2 separate regions of the Bombyx mori genome follow, and region 2 is linked to region 1. The links are chromatin contacts, called in public Hi-C maps. All regions are on one chromosome and are shown on one strand. Each heading gives the region's core, a stretch centred on a gene start, on an enhancer-like site or on the middle of the called end of the contact. The rest is flanking DNA. Distances are from core to core; before and after follow the strand shown. Region 1 overlaps LOC101740438. Region 2 holds the start of LOC101740438.

The links. A called contact is a pair of places that touch in the nucleus more often than the background predicts.
Region 2: a contact with region 1 is called in a Hi-C map of middle silk gland, with 1.4 times the contacts expected there. The contact joins the promoter of LOC101740438 here to the enhancer-like site in region 1. A contact is called at or near these places in 2 of 7 Hi-C or Micro-C datasets (middle silk gland and whole pupa).

What each region holds. Positions count from the first base shown.
Region 1 is chr10:15,329,330-15,332,032 of ASM3026992v2, reverse strand. The region is part of intron 1 of LOC101740438; the gene reads left to right. Among protein-coding and RNA genes, the nearest start is that of TRNAG-GCC, 6.2 kb to the left of the region's middle. Within about 2 kb of position 1,307, at least 1 of the 8 cell types and tissues checked has open chromatin away from gene starts, as enhancers often do.
Region 2 is chr10:15,365,278-15,367,980 of ASM3026992v2, reverse strand. LOC101740438 reads left to right here and starts at 1,347. Exons shown (of 13, transcript XM_012693444.4): 1 at 1,347-1,946. The coding sequence starts at 1,909. It overlaps TRNAG-GCC (transfer RNA glycine (anticodon GCC)), which reads right to left and starts at 651; the gene lies at 581-651.

The DNA of each region.
Region 1 (2,703 bases), core at 58-2,557:
TTTTATGACTGTGTGACTATTTAGATTGTTTATTCTAATATAACTTTTCCTATCCTGGTCGTCGGGATTTTTCCACACAATAGAACCAGCTGAAAATGTTGATATCAACTATAATATGTAAATATATACATGAGATAATTAATATGTATCTTTTTGAGAGTTAGTGTAATAGTCTCAGTTAATATTCAAAAAGCCTGGTTCAAATTCAAATGCGCGTAATTAAGACAGCGTTGAAAAAATTACCAAAGAACAATTTACGTAAATGCTATTTTGAACTGATGTATTCCAACCCTACTGAATTTAATCTCCATCATCCTTGGGGCATTTCACGTAACCTAGTTTCACAACGTCAAGAAATATCATGTTGAAGAATTTTTCATATCTTTTGTGAAGTGAATCTCCAGTGATTTCGTGCATAAATTCACAAAAGATACCAATGTAGTCGGTTATCTGGGTACGATCATACCCTGTGATTGGTAGCCGAATAGATTCTTATTATGTAAGATCTTCTAGCTTTATCATAATTGGGGGAATTTGGTGAATGCTTTAAATTGGGATAATAATTAATATGGAAAGACACTAAACTATCAGCTTAAAATATGGTTATCTGGTTACGATTATACCCTGTGATTGGTAGCCGAATAGGTTCTTATCGTGTAAGATCTTCTAGCTTTAGCATAATTGGGGGAATTTGGCGATTTCTTTAAAATGGGAAGATATTCAATATGCAAAGACACTGAACAAGAAAGATCAGCTTAAAATAGCAACCTCGCGTCCTTATTTCACCCATTCAGACTATGATTCTGTCAGCCTTTATTGATCAAAATTCGGCAAATCAAGCAAGCCCTTCCATATTTAAGGTTAGCTACAATGAATGCTAACAGTCCGCTGTACCCCAGGGTGCTTGTTTCCTTCGATATTGTATTATCAATTTCGTACGTGATCTGAATTCTGTACTGATTATTTGTATTGCGTATTGTTTAGGAGATTCGATAACATGGGGGTTGGTTGGTCATCTCCATTTAAGTACTGGCTTGAGAAAGAGATGGCTACACATTCATATGACCAACCCAATCTACCTAGTTAATTATTATAATATTCAAATCATAAATTATTAATTACTACATCGCTTTACAACGAATTCCTGTTTTCAAAATGAAACGTCCCTATTCTGAAAATCGTCAGAATCTCTGTTGAGACTGGTGTTTATCGAAACTGTTGTTTGTTGAAATTCTAGCTAATCTCCAAGTCTAAAGTACGAGCAACTCACGAGGAGGATTTGACGCCATAGCTGTGTCACAATTCAATGAATGCTGACTTGGTTCGACCACTGTATTCCAACTAAACATGCTTCGCAGAATCAATCCCGTGCAGTTACAAAGTGCAAAGTAATCTATACATAAAAATAAAATTGGAGTATCTGTTTGTAATATTAAAATAATAGCTTTTTACTAAATGCATATGAATGTATATACGGTACATTTTTATTATTGCTTAGATGGGTTGACGGGCTCACGATCCACCTAGTGTTTAGTGGCTACTGGAGCCCATAGATATCTACTATGTAAATGCTCCACCCACCTTGAGATATAAGTTCTAAGGTCTCAGTATAGTTACAACGGCTGCCCCACCCTTCAAAGTAAATCGCATTACTGCTTCACGGCTGAAATAGGCGGGCTGGTGGTACCTACCCGTGCGGACTCACAAGAGGTCCTACCACCAGTTTAGCATTGATACGAAAGCTATTTTTGATAATTCGTCATTATATTTTTTAATACAACATAGCCTACTTGTGGATTAGAAATTTTCTCTTACACGTAAAAACTGTGTAAATTAGTTTTAGAAATAGGTATAATTATCATTCGAGTTGCCAAAATTTTCATTGTGATATCTCTGGAAATTTTGGCTAATACATATTGTTAATACAATGAGATGGAGAGCTTACAATGCCCTACGTGTTCAAATATAATAATGCGTATAGGATGATGTTGTCACTGCCGCGCTTTTGTAGTGCATCCACAATGTTTGCGACATCTCACACCGATGACTTCTTTGCAATAATGCGAAAGAGAAGTGAGTCGTTATTGCGTCGAGTCAGAGACAGTGGCAACAGTCTTCTGAAAATCATATCGAGCAAGATCGAGGGACTGCTGATTAATAGGCTTTGCAGCAGGCACTTGGAAGGGAAAAAAAACAAATGTAATGATATAAAATGTATGTAATGATACTAATGTGTTAGATTTTTTAAGTTACTAACATAGATTATAAGTAATTTTTGCTAACAAAGTGTTCGAGTTTAAACACAAAAAAATACTGAAATAAAGTATAAATAAAATAAATACATAAGATATAATTAAGTCGACTATTATCAAAGCCGGCAATGTGACTTTTGGATAATTATTGGTAAATCAGAAAAACGAATTATTGACTTTGTATTCCATTGGCAGTCACAAAACTCTTCTGAACGACATCTTAGATAAATAACAGGTTAAGTATTAACCTTTATTTAATGCAGGTTTTGAACCGTATTCTTTGAAGGAGACGATTATATTCAAATCAATCTGTATTGACATATCAATAACATTTTTTTGTCCAAATGCACAGATTGCCACCTTTGATAATAGACGACTCAATTATGGTATATTGTTGAAGGTATTAATCCAAAAACTGTAGTGTTCTGTCTAATCTCAAACCCGTGTCGTA
Region 2 (2,703 bases), core at 98-2,597, 36 kb before region 1:
GACGCTGCATACAGAGTGCATGAATTATTAATTAATCACTAAATAAAAAAATAAGTCTTGGAACACAATCACCAGCGCCCCTAGCGGCAAACGCAGCGAAACCTCGCACTAAGCACACAGGTAGATTTGTGGGATCTTGTTGAAAAGGTAAATAAAAGTCACAGAGCATCTTTACTCAGAGAAAAGATACTTGTTTTTGTATTCTTAATATAATACCCACTCATTGGTAACGTCTAGTAGTTAGTGACACCGTCATACCACGACACGTGAGTTCATTTTGGGGTCGGAGTCGGTATCTTTGTTACATTTTATTTATATGCTTTTTCTGTCTGTTGTGTTCCCCGCATCCATAATACCGGAGATAATTCTAGTTCGGAATCGCCAAATGTTAACAACCTTAATTTGAAATACGTACCTACATCGCTCCCCGACGATCTCCTGCATTTTTTACATTTCATTATGATTACAAACATGTCTGAGGGCAGGCTAGACAAATTAGTTATGGGTTGAATTTGTTTCTGTTGCTATTTATAATACGGGCAGGTGTTTTTGTAATGAAAAAAGAAATACAAAAAATAACTGCATCGGCCGGGAATCGAACCCGGGCCGCCCGCGTGGCAGGCGAGCATTCTACCACTGAACCACCGATGCTCGATATAGTAGTATAAAAAGTTTAAATAGGTTCAGATACAGCTTAATATGTTTTTTGGATATAAATAACAATATGTTTCTTTTACGAGTATTTGTAAGTTCTAGTTAGTTCTATATTCGTTAATCAGGAATTATAATACCGGCTAAATTTAATATTTTTGCTTTTAATTAATTTTATCTGTACGATGCCCAATTCTAAATTTTAATATGCTTGCTTTATATTTTGCGTGAAACTATATTTATTCAAATAACTTCGCCGTTATAAGTATCTATCTGTGACTAAATAAACGCATTTGTAATGTTTTTAAATTCCTATGCTACGTATTTAAACAGATGTGTTCTGGTATTCCAAAGATACAATGGAAAGGTTCATTTACACTTTACTTAACAATAGAATAGGTACACCTTAAACTTAAACCTTCTCGAATTATTAAATACATATTTTCGTTTTTAGATAATTTCCATTTGCTAGTATATTTTAATAGAACTAAGTAACTCCATAACAACATTTCAGTATCATTTTTAGAATTTTATAATACAATTTTAGTCCATGAGATGTTCCACTTAAATACTTGGAATATAACTTTTTTCATAAGAAATTGTTCGATGGCGCGAAAAACAGCGTACAAAATGGCGTCGAGTCAAGCAGCTGATCGACCGTTTTCTCGGCCGCACCTGACGCACGGCCGCCGTACACTGTCAGTCACTGTACTTACCGCTCGACAGACTCAACTCTACAAAACAAAGTGACTCAGTCCGGTCAGTGAGTCGGGTGAGTCCCGTGGTGACGGACAAACGGTCTCCGCGTCACTCCGCGAATTCAAAATGCCAATTACAGAAATAATCGAATGACGAGAATCTATGCATTATCGTTGTATATTTACGAAACGCCATTGCGGTAATTTTGGATAGCGCGTTGCGTAATGGCGGGTTTCGACTGTATGCGTTATTACATCTAGTTATGGATTAATATCGATTGTGGAGATGTACACCGAATGAATGTAGGACAGTGTTAGCAGTCACTGTGTCTAGGTCAGACGTTTTCGGTACCGCTTGTTTTTAGATGTATCCTAACGAATTCGTTTCGATATCTGTCAATATTTGTGTAATTTTATTGCCAATGAACGGAAACGGAAGTCAATGACAATAGAGCAATTATTAATGTTAGTGTTACAAGTGTAGTGTTTAAAAATACTGTAAATTTTGTATTTAAAGTGCATTTTAATTTGTTTGTAAAATAAAGTGGTTTAAAGGAAAATGTTTGGCGTTTTGATGAAACGATGGAAACCAAAAAGGTAGGAATTTGTAAATTTTTTAATAGGTACTTGGTTAAGGATTTTTGTTTCATTGATTAGTAGTCAAATGTGCAGAAAGTACTTGGTTATTGTAAAAAGAGACGTACTTGTTTCTAAGCTATGTTTCACAGCCGAAATCATGTGTTTTCTATCAATTCTTTCGTTGTCAATACCGGTCGTCATAATGAATGACAAATAATTGTGCAGAAATTTTGTTTCTTAATATGTGTATACAAAAACAATGAATGCTTAAAAGGATTAATTACAATTTGCTCTATGTTTCACAACACTATCAAGTTTTGTAATACATATTAGAAAACTCAACGATAAGCTTATTCATAATAAGCTACTCGCCATCCGTGTGTATTTGCAAGGGCTGTCTGAAAGAGATCCCTTTTAGTGCATAGAACCGCTATTGCTCTTATTACTTTTCCAAAAAAAAAAACCATCGCAGCGGAGAATGAAACTCTAAAAATATGTCCGAATGAATTGTAATGTTTTTTTCCCTGCTTAATTGCTGGTAGCTCAGGAGCTATTCCAGCCACGTACAGTTTGGTAGGTGAGCTCACGGGGCTCAACCTGGGACGTACGGATAGTTGTTTCTTCAGCGTTATGTCTTGACGTCTTTTAAACGAGCTTGGAAAATACATTTAGCGATAGGAAATAGCATAAGCATTGCTTAGCATTGCACATGTTCACTATCGCCGTTAACTCCAAACAACCAGGTGGGACGTATCTAAATAATTTGCTAACAAAG